Regions from separate parts of the Mus musculus genome. Here region 1 is linked to region 2. A link is a contact called in public promoter capture Hi-C data. All regions are on one chromosome and are shown on one strand. The core of a region is the stretch at or near the end of the contact, and the rest is flanking DNA. Distances in the headings are between cores, read along the strand shown. Region 1 holds the start of Nqo1 (NAD(P)H dehydrogenase, quinone 1). Region 2 overlaps Cyb5b (cytochrome b5 type B).

Region 1 (5,245 bases), core at 390-2,889, 230 kb before region 2:
TGTTTGGTATTTGTCTGATGCTGAGACAGAAGCAGCCTGTGGAAACTACTTTAGCACGTTGTTTGAGAGGAGAGTCTGACATCGCAGACGAAGCTGCCTGGTCACACAGCATCCAGTGAGAAAGCAGATAGCCTTTCCTGATGAAGCTATATCCCCAGCTCCTATTTTTGATTTTTGAAATGAGGTCTCACGTATCTTCAACTGTAGTAGTTAAGCAAGGCCAAGCCTTCAAGGGTCAAGGGTCCCTGTGTTAAGAAACCTTCAGGGTATCCTTTTATTTCCAGATAAAGCTTTGTGGTGCAAACTGGGCATGTGCAGGAATGTACCCTCCCCAAAGTACCTCCCCCATAGGAACAAGAATCTGCCTCCCTAATAAGTTCTCACCTTTTCTTTGTTTGGGAAGTGCGTTGCTTTAAAAATTGTCCTTGGTCTCTTTGCCTGCTGCAGCTGATATTTCTTTCTTCCCTCTTATAGCCCATTGTGTTACTTCGGCTTTGCCCTAACCGGAATGAGACTCCACTGAGATCCATCACAAGGGCTGTCACTAGCCTGTCACCACAGGAGACTGCACGTGTGTCTTTCCCTCACTGTCAGAATTTATCAGATAACAGGAAAGTTGAGCTCTTTTAATGATGGCAATCTGTTATAATGTCTACCCTACTTTGGGAGCTTGACCAAGGCACACACATACATGTAGGGTCTTTATTCCAACCCTTTTTCTTTCTTTCTCTGTTTTTGAGACAGGGTCTCACCTATGTAGCCCTGGCTGTTGTTCTAGCACTAGCTATGTGGACCAGTCTGGCCTTAAACTCAGAGATCTGCCTGCTTCTGGCACCCAAGTGATGGGATTAAAAGCATGTACTAGTCGTGGTGGCGCACTCCTTTAATCCCAGCACTTGGGAGGCAGAGGCAGGTGGATTTCTGAGTTCGAGGCCAGCCTGGTCTACAGAGTGAGTTCCAGGACAGCCAGGGCTACACAGAGAAACACTTCCCTGTGGCTGCTGTCTCCTGCCAGCTTTGCTCTGGCTTCCTAGAGAGTCGCACAGATGAGTTCCCCGTTACCTGGTCACCGGGGGCAAAGTTGAGGAGACCCAAGTGTGTATACCCAGGGAGCAGTTTTTGCAGTTTCTAAGAGCAGAACGCAGCACGAATTCATTTCACACGAGGACAAGTCTCTCTGAACTTTCAGTCTAGAGTCACAGTGAGTCGGCAAAATTTGAGCCCATCCGTTTTGCTGCCCCACCCTTCCCCTAGCGTGCAAAGGTGACTTCCCACGGCTGAGTGAGGACTAATCTACACAGGCTGATTATGTAGGCAGGTCCCACGAAGCTCGAAAAATTCTGTTGGAAATTTCCATTTTGTACCCAGGAGGTCTTGGGACAGGGAGCAGATGAATTTATTCAATATGTCCCCATATCCTCAAATTCTCTCTCACTCCCTTGCTCCCGGGGAACCCTTTTGACTTCCATATACAGGAGTCCTAGTCCAGCCCCAAACTGCTTCTCCCTGCCAAAAACTTGGTATCTTCCCAAGATGCCTCTGGGTTCTGGAGTCCAGCCCCGCCCTCGCTGGCTGCTCTGCACAGTGGGCTGGGCGGGCATAAGCAGGATATAAAGCCTTCGCTCAGCCCATACCCCAAGGCTCAGCTCTTACTAGCCTAGCCTGTAGCCAGCCCTAAGGATCTCTCCGAAGAGCTTTAGGGTCGTCTTGGCAACCAGCTGCTCAGCCAATCAGCGTTCGGTATTACGATCCTCCCTCAACATCTGGAGCCATGGCGGGTGAGTGTGGCGCCAACTCCAGTCTGATTTACTCTGAGGAGGATGTAGGGGCTGGCTGTGAGTTTTGTTCCTTGCCTCAAAGAGGAAAAGTGAGGTGGTTAGGAACCTGGATGAGCCTCGGTTAGTCTCTGGAAGGAGAACTTCTTCTCAGAACCAGCGATGCAGATTATTCTGCAGCCCAAGTTCACCCGTGGGCAACTCTAGCATTGCCCCTTCTACACCGTTCCTTAACAGAGCTGCCACTCCCTGTACCGCGTTTGGACTATTTAGAAAAAGGGTAACATGTGTCCTAGGTTGGCCTTAAAGCTGCTGTATAGTGAAGGATAGCCTTGAACTTGGGGTCTTATTGCCTCCACTGCCTAAGTGCCAGGATTCTAAGTGCATATCACCACGCCTGATTTCTACGGCTCTGGGAATTGAATTGAAACCAGGACTTCCTGCATACTAGACAAACTCTCTACCACCTGAGCTCTGTGCACATCCCCAACCTAGGCCAGATAGTATTTAACCATTTGGAAATACGTTGCTAACATTTAGAAATGCAAGCAGGCAATTTACAGGGACCACTGCTGGGCTTGGTGGCACCCTGGAGGCAAAGGCAGGCAAATTTCTTTTAAGTTCCAAGGTAGCCTGGTCTATAGATCCAGTTTCGGGACAGTCAGAGCTACATAATGAAGAGAGACTGTCTCAAACAAACTAACAAACCAAACCGCAGATTTTTAAAAGGGGTATCACCACTTTGTGAAACAAAACGGGAAGATGTGGAGATGGGTACAGGGAGCGTAGCTGAGAAGGAGTGTAACAGAATCGGAGCCTAATTCCAGTCTACCTGGCTCTGGAAAGTTTCTACTGTGACCCTGGAGCAGGAAATCCGATTTGTTAATTGGTCCATTTTTGTGACAGTCTCCTCACTTTGCCATCAGCCCAGGGGAAGGCAGGGGAGAGTCCTTGGCAGTTACCACCACATTATTGTCTAGTGTTTGACTGGCATCTACTGCGTTCTTGGCCAAGTAGCCTCCAGGGCTAAGTACTTCCCAACAGGGCCTGGCTCTGAGTTCTGGGCAGCAATTAGGTTTAGGTGTTTCCTCTGTTGGGGCGGGACTTAACTTTTTGGAGTTCCTTTCCCTTTAAAACTATTTCAGACTCTGCAAATGCACTCAGGATCTCGCCTTGCTAAAAGCACAGAGGGAGGGAAGGATGCTTCTGCCGTTGTACAGGGTCATCCCAGTGTTCTCTAAGCTCTGCGATGAGTTGCTGGGAGAGCCAGCGAGGGAGGGTTTTCAACAGCTGGTAAGGCTGTGTCTGCTTCGGTCTCCATTTATGCATGAGGGATAAATGTTCCAAGCCCCCTCCACTGCAGCCGCAGACAGCACAGAGCACAAGCATTATCATATTTATCTTACACTCCCACACTTGTGTTCGGTTCAGTTCAGTGTTTGTTTATTCATCCATCCGTTCATCCACTCATTCATTATGGCCAGACTAGCTTCAAACTCGATTTGGTCTAGGCTGACCTTGAACACCTGAACCTCCTGCCTCTGCGCCCCAGTGCAGGTGTGTGTCCAGGCCAGGCTAAATTTAATTTACAAATTAGAGTAGAAGATTGACAAAATAAAAAGTAAAACAGAAAAATGACGCCCATAGGCTGTAATACTGGCAACCTAGTCTGCTCTCTGTTGCTGCGAGGAAACGCCGACCAAAAGCAAGCGGAGAAGGAAAGGGTGGGTTTCAGCTGACAGTTCCGGGTCCTAGTTCGTCACCAAGGGAAATGGAGGCAGGAGCCTGGAGGTGGGAACTGAAGCAGGAGAACTCTGCTTACTGACTTGCTCTCTGTGACCTTTTCAACCTGTTCTCTCACACAACCCAGTGAGTGGCACCTGCCCAAGGGTGACACCAATCACAGGGAGCTGACCCTCCCCAAATCAATCACTAATCAAGAAAATGCCACCCACTACAGGCCACTGTCTGATGGAGGCCACTATGGGCCAGTCTGATGGAGGCCACTGTCTGATGGAGGCCACTATGGGCCAGTCTGATGGAGGTCTCCCCTGACATTCCCTGCAGAGGGCTGGGAAGCACTGAAGCTTTCAGGTGGGGGTGGGGGAGGGAGGCTGAAAGCAAGACTGGGCTGGATACTGGAGTGAGGTTTGTTTCCAGGGGACGGTCCAGATAACTTCAGCTACCCAAATTTAGAGTCAGGGTTGCCAAGAATGTTATTGGATAAAGGGACCTGCTACCAGGCAGGCTTGATGAGCTGGGTTCCCTCCTTAGGACCCACATGGAAAGAGAGAACCAACTCCAACTCCTGCAAGTTCTGCCTAAGACACACACACACACACACACACACACACACACACACACACTGAAAAAATAAATAATGTAATTTAAAAGCACTCGGGAGGTAGAGGCAGATGGGTCTTTATAAGTTTGAGTCCAGCCTTTTGTATGTAACAAACTCCAGGGCAACCAAGGCCACACAATGAAACCTTGTCTCAGAAAAACTAACAAAAGAAAACCCACAACAAAACAAACAAACAATATCAGGGTGGAGAGATCGCTCATTGGTTAAGCACACAGGCTGCTCTTGTAGAAAGTCTGGGCTTGCTCCCCAGTGTTCACATGGGAGCCAAAACTTTTTGTAATTTCAGTCCTTCTGAGGGTACCAGGCATGTATCTGTTACACAGGCATATGTGCAAACAAAACACCCATACCTGTAAAATAAGTATATTCTAAAATTTAAAAATTGTTTCTTCTCTCTCTCCCTTCCTCCTTTTTTTTTTGAGACAGGGTCTTTCTTTTTTTTTTTTAATTATTTATTTATTATATGTAAGTACACTGTAGCTCTCTTCAGACACACCAGAAGAGGGCGTCAGATCCCATTACAGATGGTTGTGAGCCATCATGTGGTTGCTGGGATTTGAACTCAGGACCTCTGGAAGAGCAGTCAGTGCTCTTAACCTCTGAGCCATCTCTCCAGCCACAACAAGGTCTTTCTACATAGCCCTGGCTGTCCTGAAACTCACTATGTAGACCAGGCTGGCCTTGAATTCACAGAGATCTGTCTCAGCCTCCCCAGTGCTAAGATTAAAGGCTTCCTCCACCACCACACTTGGTCTATTTTAATTTCAATAAAAAATGACTTTTTGTGAAGTTTAGGCTCCACAGTAATGAAGCCCAGGTCTCCAGCCCCTACGGTATGTAATAGGTGCCCAGTTAACAATCTGGTACAGCTGGGAGCTTGGTGTCTGATGACCTGAGCATTTCAGGGGTTAAATGGAGTGGAAATCAGGCACAGGTGCGTGTGGGGGCGGGGAGGGGGAGCAAGTTCTCCTCCGTTTCAGGATTCATGGAACAACGAACAACCCATCTGTTTCTTGGCAGCCCATCAGAGCAGGGAACAAGAGGCACTGACAAGATCACGCTGGGGCTGCGGGGCTGGCTCGGTTGTAGAGAGCATGAGACTCCA
Region 2 (5,416 bases), core at 256-2,755:
ACTTGTCAGATCGACAAATTAAAAATCTTCAAAAATTTTATATTGTACTATGTGCTGCCATCAACTGGGATATTATCAGTCTACTGTGAAACAATGGTGACCATTACCACTTATTAGCTGGAACATGAAAAGCTGTTTCTAAAAGAAGAGGGAAATGAAGACTGGGCACGGTGGCCTATGCCTATAACCCAGAGCTCCAGAAGGGAAGGCAGGAGGGCTGAAGTTCGAGGTCATCCTCAGCAGACACAGCAGACCCAGGTCTGGAACACTGACTTTCTCTGGGAAGAAGGCAGAGGCTGCCTGAGGGGGAGAAGTGGTGCAGAGAAGGGAAGGGAAGGAGAAGATGAGAACTCTATCCCACAAAAATGAAGGCTGTGCTTCAGAAATCATATTTTTACAGATTCAGAAACCCTGAACCACAGAAAGGAAACTAATTAATAAATGAGCTTCCCTCCCATTCGGGAAGGAAAGCCATCTCTGCATCCTAGGATAGGAAGTGTCTGCCTCATCCTCTGTGAGAAGCCGGATCACTTCTCAGCCTTTTGCTAACATCAAGCACGGAGATAAAGCTGAGGGATCAAGACTTTCTTCCTGGAAAAGAAATCAGTTTGGAATATAATTCTATGAAGACCTGGTAGGTAGCCTTGAAATTTTTCCAAAAGGCTGCCTTTGCCTAATGTGCCTGGAGGGTAAGAGACGACCTGCTGGAAACAAACAACAGCCAGAAGGATCCTAATGGAGACGGGTCCCTGGGGAACAAGTAACTGGAGAAAAACAGGCTTGAAAGCACAGCTCTCCGTCCCTCCCTAACCTGGATGGGGCTATACTACATTTCCACATCTAAGTCACCATGCTACTTGGTGCTCCGAGGAGGCTTTTCTATACTTCTTGCAGGGGGGGAAAATCCAGGGCCAATCATTTTATTTCAGCTGATCAGTCTCTAATTGCTTGGCTTACAGAAGGCAGCAATGCTTGCACAGGAGCAAATTCAGTGTCCCCGGGTTTTATCTGCAGTGGCAGGCAGACAGGCACGTCGGTCAGCACAGGGTGTGCTGCCTGCCTTCCTTCCTATCACCTGTGCTCTTTAAAGTGCAAACCCAGGAGGCTGAACAAGTGGCTCACTGGTTAAGAGCACTGGCTACTCTTCCAGAGGACCAGGGTTCCTTTCTCTGCACCTTCATGGCAGCCCTCAACTGTCTGTAGCTCCCGTTCACACCAATGTACAGAAAATAAAATTAAATAAATTATCTAAAAAAAAAAACAAACAAACTGCAAAGCTAGCTCGACTCCAGAGATTCTAAACAGAATTAGTGCAAGCCCAGGAAAAGAACACTGGTGCAAGGAACAGAATTTCTGAAACACTGCAGTGGATTCCGCACAAACGTTGTGCCTCCTGTATCAACAATAAGAAAACCAACAAGAAACAACTGATAGAGTTCTAGAGACCGTAACTGACCAGTGTCTTTCTCTTGCTTTAACATATGAGTGCGTTCATGATCGCCTTGGGAAACTGGTGAGGGCCACTAGGTTCAAGGTCGCCTGTGAAAGCTTGGACTCAGGGTGGCGTTCTCTAGAAATGTTCAATTAAGATCATATTAGCTCAAATTTTACCTTAATGTCACAAGAGGATTCAAGACTGAGTGAGGTAAGAGGAGGGAGAGGGAAAACCAACCGTCAGTGGTCACAAACGTTTAAAGAGTCATTCCATCTCCTTAGTAACTTAACAGAGCGAGCGAGCAGTATAGAAGAGTTAATTATATACACACCCTGGATTTCAGGGCAACAGAAGGCACACGCTGCCAAGCAAGCAGCCTCTTGAATTGAAAGAATTCTTGTGCCCAGGCCAATCTGAATTGCTGTGTCAAACCCGCTCATTATTTCCTGGCTCAATGAAGAATGAGAATCTAGAAGGAAGAGGGGGAGACTATTGTGTCCAGGATGAGCTAGGAGACACCCAGACTGCTATCCCTTTACTAAAGGGCACGGAACAACCTCTAAATGACAGAAGTCAAGGGAAGCAGCCGAGAACATGGGAGGTGCCACTGCCTGCTTATAGGAAGTAGAAAAGACTTCCACGCTTTCCTCTTGGTCCGTAAGTGAGGCAAAGCACACCGGGGGTTTCCAACACCCAAGTGCTACACTTGCTGTTCTAGCTGAGCCGGTGAGAGAACTGGGAAGGTGTGGACAATCTGAGCACAGAGGAGTTTAAATTTCTGAGGAAATGAGGACAGAAAGAAAGAAAGACCTTTTTTTTCTTTTCTTTTCTTTTCTTTTTTTGGTTTTTCGAGACAGGGTTTCTCTGTGTAGCCCTGGCTGTCCTGGAACTCACTCTGTAGACCAGGCTGGCCTCGAACTCAGAAATTCGCCTGCCTCTGCCTCCCAAGTGCTAGGATTAAAGGCGTGCGCCACCACCGCCTGGCTAAGAAAGACCTTTATATTATAAAGAAGATATCTTGTAGAAAAAAAATTTATCACAGTATCCATCACATGTTTTAAGTAAAAATAAGAGGTCTTCCCAAACTGAACCCATAAACTAATTTCTTTCAAAGCCACAGTAAACACACTTTGGAGTCTCAATAAAGAAAGCTCGCAGAGCATTAATAAGGTGTTTCCTACTGGGCTGAAGAGCTGTCTCAGCCATTCAAGGCTGGGCTCACAACAGAAATGTTAAAATGATTCCTTCTGTCTAAGATTTAGCTTTTCCTTTTTTCCTGACAGGTGTAAAGTCCAAATTCCTTAAAAATAGAATTCTGGGGCTGGTGAGATGGCTCAGTGGGTAAGAGCACCCTACTGTTCTCCCGAAGGTCCGGAGTTCAAATCCCAGCAACCACATGGTGGCTCACAACCATCTGTAACAAGATCTGACTCCCTCTTCTGGACAGCTACAGTGTACTTACATATAATAAATAAATAAATCTTTAAAAAAAAAAAAAAAATAGAATTCTGGGAGCCAAGCAGGGTGACACAAACCTTAAATCCCAGCACTCAGGAGCCAGAGGCAGGGGAATCTCGGGGAATTTAAGGCTAGCCTGGTCTACAAGGCACAGTCAGGGCTGTTCCACAGAGAAACTCTATCATGAAAAACAAAAACAACAACAAAAACCCAGAATTGTTGTTTGGATAAAAGTGAAGATGAACTTGCAGAGATCCGTCTGTCTTCCCTCCCAAGCACTGGGACTGAAAGCATAGATCACATTCTCTGGCTCTTTTTATTTCATTTATATGCATGACTGTTCTGCCTATAGGAATGCCACTGTGCACAGTGTGTATGCAGGGTCAGCAGACGCCAGAAGAGGAGGCTGGACCCCTGGGACTGGGATTATAAACAATTCGGAGCTACCAGAAGGGTGCTAGGGATCAACCCTCATCTCCTGGAGAGCAACTGCATTCTTAGCCACTGAGCAATCTCCCCAGGGAATTTTTTGTTGTTATCATTTTGGTTTTTTGCTTGTTTGTTCTTGTTTTGTTTGTTTTTGTTGTATGTGTGTGTAACCGGTTCGGTTTGGTTTGGTTTTGTGTTTTGTTTTGTTTTGTTTTGTGAGAAGGTTTCTCTGTATAACTCTAGCTATCCTGGAACTTACCCTGTAGACCAGGCTGGCCTCAAACTCAGAGATCTGCCTGCCTCTGCCTCCCTGAGTGCTGGAATTAAAGGCGTGCGCCACCACCACCTGGTTTTTCCAGCCAATTTTAACTTCTCCTATTAAAATTATTTTTAAAAGCAATTTTACTCAAGTTAATAGAAATACTTGAAACACACAAGACAAAGTAGTGACTTCTTACCTTGTCATCGCCTTTAGGTTTAAGGTCACTCTGTTTAAAAAGAGAGAGAAAAACAATATTCAAGATGCATCTAAATGAGGGCGAGCAATCTGTTAGCTCCTTCAGAGATGTCAGAGTCTGAAGAAGGTGCCAGGTCCACCTGTTAGCACATCAGGATCCCCTATTAGAATGCTAAGCCCAAAGGACTTATAGATACATAATAAATAATGTTAGCAAGAAACTTGCAAGAATAACCAAACCACTATTTGGGGAACAGGTGTTATTAATTACAAGAATCAATCAATAAAAGACGAAAACCAGTTCCCTTGGCTTTTCAGATACTGTATGTACAACACAGGATGGCTCGATGATTCTGGGGCAAACCTGGCCTGAGAGCCAGGCTGAATGAATTTTTACTCTAAATAATTCAATCTTTCATCCTGCTGGTGGCTGTCAAGTAGTTTTCTCTGCATAAGCATCTGAGCGCTACAACAGTTCTTACCGGATGGACATCTCCAATGTAGTACTGCTTTAGCATCTCCCTGGCATCAGGGGAGTGGCCGACATCTTCAAAGCTTTCAGTTGCATCAGCACCCGCTTGTTCCAGCAGAACCTCTTCCCCGCCAGGATGCTAGGAAGAAATAGCATTTGCTGAATAGAGGGCTCTCTGAAAAAGCAAACTAAAGTTTTTTCTTTCCATCCCCTTTCTTCCTTTAGTGGAACAAATTGTGTGCCACTTTTGAGGGTGTATCAGGAAGGATACAGCATCATTTTCTACAATATTCTGGCACAGACTGCATAATATGCATATTAATTGATTTCCTTTGTTGACATTAAAACTGCAACAAAACTCACAAGTGAGAACGCCAGAATTTCTGGAACTTTTTTTTTTTTTTTTTTTTTTGAGACAGTGTTTCTCTGTATAGCCCTGGCTGTCCTGGAGCTCACTTTGTAGACCAGGCTGGCCTCAAACTCAGAAATCTGCCTGCCTCTGCCTCCCAAGTGCTGGGATTAAAGGCGTGCGCCACCACGCTCAGCTCTGGAACTCTCTTTATTCTACTCTTGAATTTTTTTCTTTCTTCCTCCTCCTTCCCTCCACTTACTCCTTTTTGGAGATGGGGTCTCATGTGGTACAGCTGGTCTGAAATGTATAGCCCAAGAGAGCTTAAACGCCAGATCTTCCTGTCCCCTTGGACTGCAGGTGTGGACCACCATGTCCACATTACTGAGGTGCTGGGGACCGAACCCAGGGCCTCATGCATGGCAGACAGGGACTCTCCCAGCTGAGCTATTCTTTTGCCCATGCCCTTTCTCTCTTTCTTTTGAAAACACTTACCTACTCGCTTGTGTACATGTGTGCATGTGTGTACATGTGTGCACGTGCATTAATCCTTCCTGCCTCAGCTTCTGGATGGTTAGTCTCGAAACTTTTTGTAAATTTAAAACTCTTTTCCTTCTCTTCTCTTCTTTTCTTTTTTTTTGGTTTTGAGACAAGGTTTTTTTCTCTGTGTATCCTTGACTGTCCTGGAAGTGGCTCTGTAGACCAGGCTGAACTCAAATTCTCGGAGATCTACCTGCTCTGCCTTCTCTAGTGCTGGGATCACAGGCATCTGCCACCTTCACCCAGCTTAAAATTGTTTTTAAATTAAAAAAAAAA

What was found. Promoter capture Hi-C pulls out the DNA fragments that hold promoters and counts their contacts.
Region 1: a contact with region 2 is called in a promoter capture Hi-C map of neural stem cells. The contact joins the promoter of Nqo1 here to the enhancer-like site in region 2. A contact is called at or near these places in 2 of 39 promoter capture datasets (liver and neural stem cells), 2 of 484 Hi-C or Micro-C datasets (extraembryonic endoderm stem cells and nephron progenitors), 2 of 115 datasets of contacts at active chromatin or transcription factors (both in embryonic stem cells) and 3 of 9 other capture datasets (adipose tissue, liver and pancreatic islet).

The regions. Positions count from the first base shown.
Region 1 is chr8:107,399,599-107,404,843 of GRCm38.p6, reverse strand. Nqo1 (NAD(P)H dehydrogenase, quinone 1) reads left to right here and starts at 1,639. Exons shown (of 6, transcript NM_008706.5): 1 at 1,639-1,778. The coding sequence starts at 1,772.
Region 2 is chr8:107,168,785-107,174,200 of GRCm38.p6, reverse strand. It overlaps Cyb5b (cytochrome b5 type B), which reads right to left. Exons shown (of 5, transcript NM_025558.5): 2 at 4,262-4,390; 3 at 3,781-3,810. Among named protein-coding and RNA genes, the nearest start is that of Cyb5b, 21 kb to the right of the region's middle. Within about 2 kb of position 1,505, at least 21 of the 459 cell types and tissues checked have an H3K27ac peak or open chromatin away from gene starts, as enhancers often do. A contact at or near this core is called in neural stem cells, where this site is marked.